Linked DNA regions of Rattus norvegicus: region 1 is linked to region 2. The links are chromatin contacts, called in public Hi-C maps. All regions are on one chromosome and are shown on one strand. Each heading gives the region's core, a stretch centred on a gene start, on an enhancer-like site or on the middle of the called end of the contact. The rest is flanking DNA. Distances are from core to core; before and after follow the strand shown.

The links. Hi-C and Micro-C count contacts between places; a contact is called where the count stands out from the background.
Region 1: a contact with region 2 is called in a Hi-C map of psoas muscle, with 5 times the contacts expected there. The contact joins two enhancer-like sites. A contact is called at or near these places in 4 of 12 Hi-C or Micro-C datasets (the A7r5 cell line, the Rat2 cell line, Schwann cells and 1 more).

What each region holds. Positions count from the first base shown.
Region 1 is chr9:54,613,818-54,620,574 of GRCr8, reverse strand. No RefSeq gene overlaps it. Among named protein-coding and RNA genes, the nearest start is that of Col3a1, 250 kb to the left of the region's middle. Within about 2 kb of position 5,299, at least 13 of the 93 cell types and tissues checked have an H3K27ac peak or open chromatin away from gene starts, as enhancers often do.
Region 2 is chr9:54,323,187-54,330,875 of GRCr8, reverse strand. All of the region lies in intron 4 of Gulp1 (GULP PTB domain containing engulfment adaptor 1), which reads right to left. Among named protein-coding and RNA genes, the nearest start is that of Gulp1, 210 kb to the right of the region's middle. Within about 2 kb of position 6,130, at least 5 of the 93 cell types and tissues checked have an H3K27ac peak or open chromatin away from gene starts, as enhancers often do.

The DNA of each region.
Region 1 (6,757 bases), core at 4,050-6,549, 290 kb before region 2:
GCCCTCCTCCTAAATTTCTACTAACCTTTCCCTAATTCAGCCACAGGAGTCCCCAATTTCAGTTGAATGCTTGCGTGTAAGTATCTGTCTTAGCTGCTTTTTGGGCCTCTCAGAAGACCACCATCTAGGCTCATGTCTGTAATTTTGAAACTAAATTTAATAACAGCAGTCACATATTGTACTGCTGTCTATGTGATCATTTCATGAATAGTTATCACATACTAAGTGTGGAAGTGCTTTGACTGAAAGATAGCTGTGGTAGAGGTATCTAGGGAGAAACCTTGGATAGTGAGGGCAAGATATCCAGCAGCAAACACAGTTTGGAAAATAGAAGTCCTGTTAATAACTTAATGTTTGTTAAGTATTTAGTATTATTCAGTGTTTATTAACTCATTCTCACAAAATTCTCTGGTAGAGAAATGACCTTATTGTGTATTTAATAGAAAAAATTGCACAGAGTTTAACAAAAAATTGAGGATGCAAAAATGGGCATAATTTATATCTTTAGCTCTTACGATAAGATGCATTCAGAGAAGTCTGACAATCATTCAGATTAATCAACTGTATGGTTCAGAGCCACAACAAAATGTAGCAGAACTCCTAACGGGTGATTGGGAGAGTTCACACAAGGAAAAAAGCTAGGCTTTGTCTGAGGAGATACACATCTTATGAGTCAAAGAACAAAGCCACATTCAGAAATCTAATAGGAAAGTGCAACATTGTTTTTAAGTACAAAGCACTCAGGATGAGAAGATAACATTTGGTCTTAGGCAACAAGCAAGTGGCTTTTAAATCAACTGGAGTAATATGTTACCCATATAAGGATAGAGTTCACATAACTAGAAAGAATTACAGAATAAACACTGAGGCATAAACGCTCACTCAGACTTGGGGATGGTTTGGCGCATGTTCCTCAGCATCCTGCTATATTCAGCTCTTCCAGAAGGCAGCAGCTCTAACTGCTTTTACTTTATGGCATATAAATTGCTGTTCTTGAAAAATCTTCTCTTGGGGCCACCTGATTTCTGTAAGATACTTCTATCATCCATTTACAAATATCATCCAATATTTATCCATATTATCTTTCATATTATGAAAGAAGACACTATCCACTAGTAGTTGAACCAGAGAATCATGAAAAAAAAATCATATAGTGTGGCACTGACCTCCTGTATTGGTAATGTTAAGTTCCAGAGGATATTACTAGCCAAACAAGTTCCAATTCATAGTTGCATAAAATTAAGTTACAATTCATCTCCTTTCTGTAGTCATAATCTATAGGCTATATTAGTATGCTTATTTAGTGATTTTAAAATATTGGTAAATTTTCTTTAAGAAAAGGGCATTTATATAAGCCCAATTTCAATTGCATCTTTCCAACTGTTGGAAAAGATGGGTTGGAGTCTTTTTCATAAGGAGATGATCTGTGAACACGACTCTAGATAAAATGTAAATCTCAAGAGCATTCAAATATTTGTAGCATTTATTATTGACTTGTCTTTTTTATCTTTATTAACTTGGGTATTTCTTATTTACATTTCGATTGCTATTCCCTTTTGCAGTTTCCGGGCTAACATCCCCCTAACCCCTCCCCCTCCCTTTCTATATGGGTGTTCCCCTCCCCATCCTCCCCCCATTACTGCCCTCCCTCCAACAATCCCATTAACTGGGGGTTCAGTCTTGGCAGGACCAAGGGCTTCCCCTTCCACTGGTGATCTTACTAGGCTATTCATTGCTACCTATGGGGTTGGAGCCCAGGGTCAGTCCATGTATAGTCTTTGGGTAGTGGCTTAGTCCCTGGAAGCTCTGGTTGGTTGGCATTGTTGTTCATATGGGGTCTCGAGCACTTCAAGCTCTTCGAGTCCTTTCTCTGATTCCTTCAACGGGGGTCCCGTTCTCAGTTCCGTGGTTTGCTGCTGGCATTCGCCTATGTATTTGCTGTATTCTGGCTGTGTCTCTCAGGAGAGATCTACATCCAGTTCCTGTCGGCCTGCACTTCTTTGCTTCATTTATTGACTTGTCTTAAAGCTCTGTTCTGTACATCAAGAGCTATTGAATATTCATTCATTCATTCATTCATGCATGCATGCATTCATTCATTCATTCATTCATTCATCTATCCATTCATTCATGTTGCTTTGAAACAGGATACATCAGGGTAGACTCAGATTAAATATCTTCCACCCTCAGATTCCTTAGCATTGGGATAATACATGCATACCCATACCATGATGGGTCACAGGAGAACAGCTGTCACATATTTTAACTATTGTTCCCCAGGTGGAGGCAATGGATGGGGGAGGTTTGGAAGGTGTAGGCTTTTTGGACAAAGTACTTCACTGGAGGCAGGCTTTGATATTTTAGACTGATACTAATTCTAGTTCATTTTCCTTTATATGCCTAGAGTTGAATATGTGCGCTCTCAACAACCTGCCTCTGCCAACTTTGCCATGCTGTTCCTGCTATCAGGGACTCTGGTCCTCCAAAACCATAAGCTAAGCTAAGCTCCCCCTTTTGATGTTACCTTGTCCATGGAGTTTTATCATGGCAATGAAAGAGTAATCCATTAAAATACTGTGCCCAGCTTCATTTGATCATTTTGGATGTGGATCTTTGCACTTCTTATTTTACTCTAACCTGTGTAAATATTTGTATGTGTTAAAAACTAGGTGATTTACACAGCAAAAATGCCAACATTTAAGTTGCATCATTAAACACTGAGATTCTCAAAGATTCAAATATTTGCTCCCCTTTGTTAGGATATAACCCAAATCATGTTTGCTTTATTCCCTCCTTCAACCCCATTTTTCTATATCTTTTTAATTAATGTTTTCAGTCTTTTGTCATGTACAGATCTTTGTCCTCATCGTCTCATTTTCTATTAATAATATGTCACAATACCCATCCCTCCAAAGAATAATTTAAAGAAAAAAATAATAGTTATTAAAACAAGCTTTTGCCCTGACCCCAAGCACCTCACATAAAGAATTGGTTACCATGAATTGAGGATAAGAGTAGACACTGGTATAATTTCTCATCACCAGAATGTGAAAATAGCAGAGCTGCTAAGAAATTCAGATTTTACTTGTGATTTATTTCAGATATAGTAGAGTACTCTGTTAGTCCAGCCTGATGAAACAGTATTTCCTCATAACAGGAGTCACTTCTTCTATCTAAACAGGAACGTTATAAGCTAGATCATATTCTAATAATTTTCTTTTGGCTTGATTATCCATGCTGCACTTTAATCAATTTCTACACAACATTCAGTAGAGATGGGAAATGATGTCACAGATACATTATGCTATATTACCCATGGACAGTTCTGTAAATACATGTGCTTTGGTATGCTTATTGGCTTCTTCATTATTCCGAAGGTGAAGTACAAATATTTCTAAGTTAGCTCATTTTTCAGGCCTGTAAAATGTTTTCCAGTATTTTTTATTCTTATATAAAATTTTTCTATTATACAGTTAATTAAATTTCCAAAATTATTGTTTACTTATTTCTTTAACAATCCCTTTAAATTGAATTTTGCTCTAGCTGGATGAGTAACACTTAAAAGGAATGGCAGCTTTAAAGTATTTTTATATGAGCAGTTGTTAGATAAATTGAATTAGTTCCTACAAATTTGTGTTTTTGTTTTCTTTTTTGTTTATTCCTTGAAAATTTCATATATATATATATATATCTTGATCATAATCAATGCTCTCCCTACATCATTCCCTCCTCATATCCTTACCTATCACCCCAAATACAACTGCCTCTCAATGACACGTCTTTGTTTATCCTTGAAGATTTGTTTCATTTTTATATGGTGTTGTGTGTGTGTGTGTGTGTGTGTGTGTGTGTGTGTGTTCGCATGTATGTGGCATCTCTGTGTGCTAGTGTGTTGATTTGTGTATACACATGTTGGGGCTTATACATGAGAGCTAAGTGTTTATATAGTCCAGAGGGAGAAGAATATCCCATGGATATTACTGCAGTTGGGAGCCACCCGAGGCAGGTGCTAAGAACTGAACTGGAATCCTTTAGAAGAGCAGTACACATTTTAAATTCTGAGCCATCTATAGAACCCCCATGTCTTTTTAACAAACCATCCACAAAGTCTAAATACTACTGCCAGTATGTGAATATGTGCATGGATGTGGATTGTTATGTACTGGGGCTCTGGCAATCTTCCAGTTATCTTTCTCCAAGAGCAGTGATTCTCCCTCTTCCAGCAGGCATCAACTTCCGACAGCTCCATGGGAAGGGATGAGGCCTCAGGAGCTCATTTGCTTTGTGTGCAAGAAAATTTAAATGGCTTGACATGTGCAGGTACCTACCTGCTGTGAGTTCATGTAAGCAATAATCATATCATGTCCAGAGGACAGCATTTCATACTGCCCTTCATTTTCTAGTTATTTTATCTCTTCTTCCTCCTCTTGTGTGTTCACTGAGTGTTGATATGGAGGAGGGCTGGTATAGATGTCCTATGTGTAACGTAGCTAAGCACCCACAGTCACTTATTTTTAGCACTTTGAACACTTACAAGTCTTCTCATTAACCGCTACCCATTACAATAAGACGCTCTCTTCTCAAGGTTAACTTCAACGCAAATCTGTGGACATTTACATGAATATTTAGAGGGCAGTATGACAACATTTGGCAAAATAAAATGAATAGGTTCCCTCTTTGGGCCTATGACTTCCATAGCCATAGATTTTGACCAAGGTTCCAATACCCGTACATGAATTCCCCACTGAGGAGCAGGTCCCAGATGTAATCAAAGGAATGGTTGGTCATCCTATAAACAGTTGTGCTACTATTGGCATAAAGGGCATATCTTATCTGATAGGTCAGTATTGTTTATTGTGTAAGCTCCAACACTGGGTTGATGTCTAGTGGTTGCTAGCGGCCAGCAAAGCACACATCAGCCCTATGAAAGCTAGCAAACAGGGGTGGGGGAGACAGAGAGAGAGAGAGAGAGAGAGAGAGAGAGAGAGAGAGAGAGAGAGAGAGAGAGAGAGAGAGTTCACAGTTAGTTCAGGCTTGGTTTCTCTGTGTTCTACATCCAAAATGTGTGGTTTCTTCAGCAATAGGGATTTATAATAAAAAAAAATGTCTTCCTTAAATCTACTTCCTTAGAAAATAAAATCTTGCTTTTGTAACAATAATCCATGTAGAATTTTAAAGAAACGAACAAACACCATTTTTCTTTTTTGACTATTTTATTATGAAATGTACCCTGTGTCTATCCAGCTGTGTGGCTCTGAGCCAGTGCTGTGAGTCACTGCCCTACATTCTGCATGTACAAACAGGAATTAAAAGAAAGGAGAGGCAAGGATGGTGCTCTTGGGTCTTGCTTACAGTCAAACACCAGAGGAGGGAGGCTATTATATGATTTCCAATGAAGTCTGATTTGCTATAATTCTTTCAAATCACAACATTTTGAGTTTTGGTTAGTTGAGAAGATCTAAGAGATGGAGTTAGGATAAAAGGAGAAATGATCTGCAGACAGAAATTTTGATTATGTTTTAGCTAGGAAATCCCTTGACAATGTTAACAAATACTTCCACTAAAATCCCATAAAAGCAAAATATCCATGACGAAGTATAAAACGATCCATGTTTCTCAGATCCATGAACTTGCAATAAATAACCATGACAGGATTTAGATATATCTCCTGGTGTTTAGTATCTCTCTCTGTCTTTGACTCTGTCTCTGTTTTTCTTTGTCTGTCTTTGTCTCTGTCTGTCTCTGTCTGTGTGTGTGTGTGTGTGTGTGTGTGTGTGTGTGTGTGTGTGTGTGTGTGTGTATTTTGGTATTGGTAATTGATACCTGGAAAAAATATTACAAATTATATTGTGAAGTACTTTGAAAATATTACTGATAGTTTTTATAGCTAGTAGAGTCAAGTTTCAGGAACACGGTCAGCCTCCTACTGATTGTTTCTATGAGTGCAGGCTCACACTCATTCCCATGACCCCAATTTATACACTTTCCCAGTCCATTTCCTCCACTTTCCCTTTCTCTCCTGCTCCAATATCAGTACAAAAACTAACTTAGTAAATCATTGGTGGTGGCTGGTGTTTAGCAAGTCCCACACTGTCTGTGATATCAGCAACTGCTCCACATGACCAGTTTGCACTTGGATTCAAGGCAGGTTAGACACATGGATTAAATAACATTGTTGGGATCCAGATGGTTCTAATTAAAGAGCAATTGTTCTCATAGACAAACAGATGAGGAACAGATTCACAAGCAAATTCCCATGCCACGTTGACTAGAAGCTAACAGTGGAGGCCGAGCTCCCACACCCAGCTTCTCTCCCTAAGGAGCAGAGCAATGAAAAAGAGCCCAAGGGCAAAAGTGAGTCTGAGGAGGAAGATACTCTATGCCATGTAGCTGCTAGAGAAAGGGGAAACTGTAAAACAGAGGGAAAATATCTAGAATGTCAGGAAAAAGTCTATTTGGGAATCTCCAAACTACAACAGATTTATTCACTCTCATTTATTAGTTTATATCTTTCTTCTTTTATATAAAGATATAATTCTTCTTTTAATAATGTAGGTAAGTTAATCTAGATTCATAGATACTTTTGGGTGGAAAAATGGGGACATGAGATTGCTGTTAGAGATTCCCTGTGAACATGTTTAATAAAACACATAGTAAATATTTGTGTTTAAAGTCAGTATAGAATTCTTTAAAACCTCAGAGTTACTTCTACAAATGGCTACAAGTTTTCGTGAACAGTGAAATGCCAGTAATTTTC
Region 2 (7,689 bases), core at 4,881-7,380:
TGTGTGTGTGTGTGTGTGTATGTGTTCATATTTGGGTCTTCAATTCTATTCCATTGCTTTACCTGCCTGCCTTTATACCAGTACCATGCAGTTTTTATCACTATTGCTCTGTAATACAGCCTGAGGTCAGGGATGGTGATTTTCCCCAGGAGTTCTTTTATTGTTGAAAATAGTTTTTGTGATCCTGGTTTTTATTATTTTATTATTATTATTATTATTATTGTTGTTGTTGTTGTTGTTGTTGTTATAAATGAATTTACAAATTGCTCTTTGTAACTCTATGAAAAATTGAGTTGAAAATTTTGGTAGGGATTGCACTGAATCTGTGGATTGCAAGATGGCCATTTTTACTGTATTAATCCTGCCAAACCATGAGCATGGGAGATCTTTCCATCTTCTGAGATCTTCTTCAATTTCTATCTTCAGAGACTTGAAGTTCTTGTCATACAGATCTTTCACTTGCTTGGTTAGAGTCACACAAAGGTTTTTTATTATTATTATTATTTCTGACTATTGTGAAGGGTGTCGTTTCCTAAATTTCTTTCTCAGCCTGCTTATCCTTTGAGTAGAGGAAGGCTACTGATTTGTTTGAGTTAATTTTATATCCAGCCACTTTGTTGAAGTTGTTTATCCCCTTTAGGCTTTCTCTGGTAGAAATTTTGGTGTCACTTTTAAGGATATGTTTCTAACTTCTTAACATTAAAATACATACAAATACATACATAAAATACATACAAAACCTATGCACATACATGCAACATATATGTGCTCTTAGAATACGTTTGTTCTCATCAATATTTTGTAATTCTTTTTAGTTTAACTCTTGCTTTCCTGGGTCCATGGTTTCACTTGGTATCCGACCTGCCTGCAACCCACTCTGACACCCTGTTTTCTTTTTAAGCTCCTTCTCTCCTGATTCCACATTAAAATGAGTCCGGTTTCTGTCTGGCAACCCCTCTACACTCCGTGTTTTCTTTCTTTGCTCCTTCTCTCCATATGTCTTTTTAAGAGAAGAAAAAGAAGAAAACTTTTAAAGTAGTAGGATTTCTTGTTCCCATCTCAAGGTTCCTTTAACTCATTTTCGGCATATGGAAAAACCTCTGAACTTGATTAAAATTGGATCAGATGTGAGGTCGGGCAGGACTCCAAGGCTCTTGTGTGTCCAATTTTTTGGCTGTGTGTAAGTCCCTCTAATTTAGGGCAGATGTGAACATTCATGCTATAGTTGGTCCTGGGGCAGCATGTTCAAAGTCTTCTTTTTTCACGTCTTTGCACTATCACAGAGAGCAACTTACTTAATGCCCACAGCAGTGCCTTGAAGTGTCTGCCTTTGAGTTCTAGCTAATGCCATTTGTTTTGTTCCCGTTTGGGTGGCTTCATTTTTCAGGCTGCTCTTTCCTGCATTTCTATGAATATAAGCTGCTTAGCTATATTCTTTCTTTTATCTCTAGAGGGTTTAGAATGAGCACATGATATCCAATGTGTGCCAAATACTTTTCTGTCCTTAAGAAATGTGCTTTGCTTGCACGTAACAAAATTGTTTTAGCTCCCCCTCACAGAAAGATTACTAATGTTCTTTTCAAATCAGACTATCCTTTTGCAACTTTGAGCTTTATTTTTTGAAGGCTTAACAGAACCACCAGTTGCTCTTCATCTACAGAAGGCCACCTGAGAAAAGCCAACCTGTGCTGGTGTCTTCCTGACAGTTTGTTTTCCACAAAAACAAAAACACAGTGGTTTCCAAGGCCTTTTTACCATCTGGAAACAGCAATTCCTATGACCTCTGACAAGAATTGTGTAACCCTGTATTTTTTAAACAGAGCCAATATTTGCTACAAAACGGCCAGTAATATTAAACTTACTGTTTAGAAAAAAAGAATCGAAGAAATTAAGAAAGAAAAGAAGGCTGATGTTACACAGAGTGGGTGCGGGGTGGGGGAGGGTGGAGGGAGGAAGGGAGGAAGAGGGGAGGGCTGGAGAAAGGGGAGTTTCAAGAGAGGGATGATAAGAAGATGGAAGAATTAAACAGTGCTACAAGGACCCTGTGTTCTCACCCAACCCAAACTTGATTTTCCCTAACCCCTTATGCACACTTCTGAAAGCTACATTTGCACACATGCACGCACATTTGTTACTTTAAAAATGTTTTCCGTTTGTTTTCATGTATATCAAGGGTTATATCAGTCTTGTGACATGATTGCAAAAAGTAGGTTTCAAAAGTCTTGTATATAAGGTTAGGCTCACTCAGTTTACATCTTCAGTAGTTTGCTAATTACAGCGAAGGTCAAACTCATTTCTTTTTTTTTTTTTTTAATCAGGACCTCATAGTGCTACAAACTTATAACAATATTTTTTTCATTTTTTTATTAATTTGAGTATTTCTTATTTACATTTCGAATGTTATTCCCTTTCCCGGTTTCCGGGCCAACATCCCCCTAGCACCTCCCCCTCCCCTTCTTTATGGGTGTTCCCATCCCCATCCTCCCCCCATTATCGTCCTTCCCACAACAATCACGTTCACTGGGGGTTCAGTCTTGGCAGGACCAAGGGCTTCCCCTTCCACTGGTGCTCTTACTAGGATATTCATTGCTACCTATGAGGTCAGAGTCCAGGGTCAGTCCATGTATAGTCTTTGGGTAGTGGCTTAGTCCCTGGAAGCTCTGGTTGGTTGGCATTGTTGTTCATAAGGGGTGTCGAGCCCCTTCAAGCTCTTCCAGTTCTTTCTCTGATTCCTTCAACGGGGGTCCCTCGCCCCCCGAGGGGCATTCGCCTCTGTATTTGCTGTATTCTGGCTGTGTCTCTCAGGAGAGATCTACATCCGGCTCCTGTCGGCCTGCACTTCTTTGCTTCATCCATCTTCAAACTCATTTCTTGAAAGCCTTCCTTTCATGCTTCTGTATTAACTCTCCTTGATTTTCTTACTTGTAGAATTTCTTTCTTTCTCTCTCTCTCTTTCTTTCTTTCCTTTCTTTCTTCTTTCATTCCTTCCTCCCTCCCTCTCACTCTCCCTCCCTCCCTCCCTGCCTCCCTTCCTCCCCTCTTCTCTCCTCCCTCTCATTTTTTTCAAGACAAGGTTTCTCTGTGTACCTCTGGCTGTCCTGAACCTAATTCTGTAGACTAGGCTGGCCTTGATCTCAGAGATCTGCCTATTTCATCTTCCTGAGTGCTGTGAATAAAGGCATAAGACACTACTGCCTGGCTACTTGGGGACTTCTTAACTGTGTTCAGAAATACTTCTAATTCAGGACTGCTGGGAAACGGTGTACAAAGTGATGCTTACTTCTCCTTAGCTATATTCTTTTCTTATTGATTATTTTAATGTAAATACTTGAACAGTCTCATTTGTAAATTTCATCCAATTTTTGTTCTGGATTCCTTCCTTGATAGACCTATGTAGATAGAATAATCTATCATTGACACTTGAACATAATAATTCAATCCAGTGAAAAGGTCCTAAAGATGTAAAACACAATTGATACATTAGCACAGTACAGTGTCATTTTTGTACCAATAAAATGATAAAAGAATGAAGTGTTACTTGAAATTGTGAAGTCAGTTAAACATATGTCACTGCTATATAGGACCATTACATTTTGATGCTGTCATTCCACAATTTCCAAATAGCTCATAAAGGATAGTTTGAAAAGTGAAATCTAATTCCATTATTAATAGAATTTTCTTATACGATACATCCTGATTATAGTTTTCTTCCTGCTACTCCTCCCAATTTCTCATCATCTCCCCTCCACTCTCCTGTTCTTTTTAGAAAAGAACAGGCTTAGAAGAGATCACAATCAAACATGACAAAATAAAAGATAATAAGATGAAGTAGAACCTATCATATTGATATTGGACGTAGGCAACCCAATAGGAGGAAAGAAGTCCCAAGAGCAGGCATGAGAGACAGAGACCCACTTGTAGTCATAGTCAGGGGTCCCAGAGAAATACCAAGCTAAAATCTATTCTATATCTGCAGAGGGCATGGTGTATACCCACATAGGCTCTCTGCTTGCTGCTTCAGTTTCTGTGAGCTCACGTTACTTTAATTAGTTAATTCAGAAGGCCTTTTTTTCTTGCAGTGTCCTCTATCCCTTCTGGCTCTTAAAAGTTTTCTGTCTCCTCTTCTAATGGATAGCATGAGCTCTGACAGGAGGAATTTGATAGAGACTTCAAAATTTAGACTCTCTCTCTCTGCATCTCTCATGGATCTCAGCATCTATTCCCCTCCGCTGCTGGAGGAAGTGTTTCTGATGACTGTATAAAGCACGGACGTATGTACCATTAGAAATCATTTTTTTAAAATTTTTTTAAGAACTGTAGTGTTTGGTTTTATCCAGACTATCTGGTCTCTGGTTCTTGGTTATTCAAGCAGCATTAAGTATGGGTTCCTTCTCATCAAGTGGGTCTTAAGTCAAATCACACATTGGTTGGTTATTCCTACAAGTTCTGTGCCACCATTATCCCAGTATATTTTACATGTAGGAGATTGTAGGTCAAAGGTTTTATGGTTGGGTTTCTCTCCCGGTAGCTTGAAGAGTACCTTCCTGTATGAAAGAGAGTACACAGATAGAAAAAGTTCCATGTAGGTACCAGTTTGATGCTTTCAAGTTCAATGAGAAACGTGGGTATTGTACCCAACAATGGGATGCTGCTGTCCATTTGTAGAGAGCAAGCCTTTGTCTTAGCAACAGCAACACAACCAGACTGTTTGGGGATTTCCATGGGAACCCCTTGGCCAACAATTCAATTAAATGCAACCCAATTTGGCCACTGGAAGCCTAGCCTGGCTACAAGAGATAGTCAGCAGAGACTCCATATCCTCTATTACTAGGAATCTTCATTAAGATCACATTTATGGGTTCCAGGAAATTTCTTTCCACTGCAGTAAGTTTCCACACAACTTCCCAAATATCCCCCAATTCTAGCTTCTCTACCCATAATCTCTCCCTCCACCCCATGGCCCTTCCCAGCCACTTGATTCCCTGTTTCTGTCCCTACCTGCCACTAGTCTATTCTATTTCCCCATCCCAAGGGAGAACCCAGTTTCACCTCTAGAGCCTTCCTCTTTGGGTTGGTTAACATTTATTTAATTTAATGCATTTTATCATTTATTCCACCTTTTTGGGTCTAGGATACCTTACTTAGGATGATTTTTTTCTAGTTCTATTCATTTGCCTGAAAATTGCATGTCATTTATTTTAACAGCTGAATAATACTCTATTTTGTGTAATTCTTTTATTGTTCAGAATTGTTTTAGAAATTCCAATTGTGGTTTGTTCATTTATTTTTAATTTTCCATATGAACAGGTCTCTAAAGAATTGTGTTGGAATTTTGATAGGGATTGCATTGAATTTATAGACTGCTTTGGTAAGATGGCCAATTAAACTATTTTAATCCCTCTGATCCATGAGCATAAGAGATTTTTCTATTTTCTGATACTTTCTTCCAATCCTTTCAAAGACTTTAAGTTTTTATAATACAGGCCTTTCATCTGCATATGGAGAAGTACCCCCCAAGATATTTTATATTATCTGAGATTATTGTGAAAGGTATTATTTCCCTGATTTGTTCCTCATTCGGTTTGACTTTTGTATATAAAAGAACTATTTTTTTAAAAAAAATTCTTGTATTCAGTTACTTTGCTGGATACTTTGCTGGTGTTTATCGGCTGTAAGAGTTCCCTGGTGGGATTTTTATGTATCCTATCATATAATGTATCCTATCATATAATCTGAAAATTATTTGGCACTACTTTGTATTTTTCCTACTTATTTGCTAAATAATTCCTAAATAAGTTCTAAATTATTGATCAGTTGAAGAAAAAGTAAAAGAAAACAGAAATACACTGCACAGAATGAAATACAGTGATGAAGACCTGGGCTGATGAATTTGTCTTGACAGTGACTTTTAAAGGCTATCTACCACATTAAAGCAGCTTTGTGTGTGTCAAGTGAGTTTCATTAACTAAAGTCTTTCGAACTGGGGACAGAAATATATATCCTGCTTATGTTTCAGGGATGCTGGTGAAATAATAGCAATGTTCCGGTGTGTGTTCTTACTGAGGCATAACAAATTGTGAACACACATTGAGTCCTGGTATTTGTACTGAATGTACTGAAACAGACACTGTCTGAAAACAAAATTCATCATGATAACTGTGCTAAGTTTTAGAGGATCACACTTTTAGATACTTACTATTTTCTTAAATATCAGCTTAAGCATAAGAAACAGAAAAATGAACATTTTAGCAAACAGAATATGGAAATATTTATATTCTTGCACAAATTATTACATTAAAATTTTCAAACTTTGAATTCTTTACAGTTACACAGTAGTCAATATTTAAATTTTTAGAAACATTTTGTTAAAACTCAAGCAGATGCCATGAGGTACAGGGGGTAGAAAATACCATTATTGAAAATTCATTAAGCTTTTCATCACCCTGAATGATGTTTAAATTTCTAATTATCAAAACTCAAAAATCAAACACATTTAAAATGCAAACTTTGAAAGGGGAGTAAATATAAATAACATTTTGATTACACAAGAAAAAATCTGAGTATAGCACTGCAATATATGTATTAAAGAGTCAGGATTGTGTTTGAAAAAAATACGGAGAAAATCAAAATGAGGTCCTGAACAGTTGGTACTTTCCATTTCTAGTGGAGCCACAGCACCACCATCTGGTCTTATTTATATGACAGCAAAATTAAAATAAGTACTAATATTGCTATAGTTTGTATGATAGCTTCTGACCTCAAACACAACATAAAAGAAATATGACAACAAATTTACATAAAACCATTGTTTTCTTCATGTTTACTAGTAAAAGATTCTCTTCGACTAAGAACCTAAGAAACACATTTTTCCCTAAGAAACAAATTTTTCAGTCAAAATAGTTTATTTATTAAATGCATATTAATTGTAAAAGATACATTTAATAAAACCTACTGCCCACTAAGTGTACACTTAAACTATCTTATTGGTTTCCATTATATTCCCCAATAATATTCATTTCTTAGTGTGAAATTATACAGAAATGTCATATAGTATATATAAGTCATAGTTTTAGAAGCCATTTAAATTGGTTTCAGGTATGAGATGTTGAATGAAGAATTCCCAAGATATAAAGAAATATCGCCAAAATAATTGTTCTTTTAAGATACCTTCTGATTGCAGTAAAGTTGGGCTTAAATCAGGATTTGTATCACTTTAAAAACAATTATATAGAATCATAGTTTAAGTGTTGCCACAAGCTGAATAGTCTTTCAATAAAACCCTCTACACTTAGATAGAAATGCTGCTCGGATAAAGCCCAGCCTCAATTACCACCCAAAGAACATTGTAAAGAAATGGCTGCTAAGCGCATTCTTCCCAAATGAAAGAGGATGTTATCTTGGGACCCCACAGAATGTATACTTAGGGAACTTCTGTGTCAAATATTCGACAGAATGAATGGATGAAATCACTTCCCACTTCACTTTTTCATCCATAATGCAAATCTCATCCTGATCTTTTCCCTCATTTGAAACTTTTGATATATTTTATGTAACTTTCCCAAAATACTGCAGCAATTATTATAGTTCATGATTCTTCCTGGAACAAACCACAGCACCTAATATTCCTGTGGAATGAGTATATCATCTCAAGGTTATCACTAAATTCTGAGAGCAGCCACAGAGAAGAAA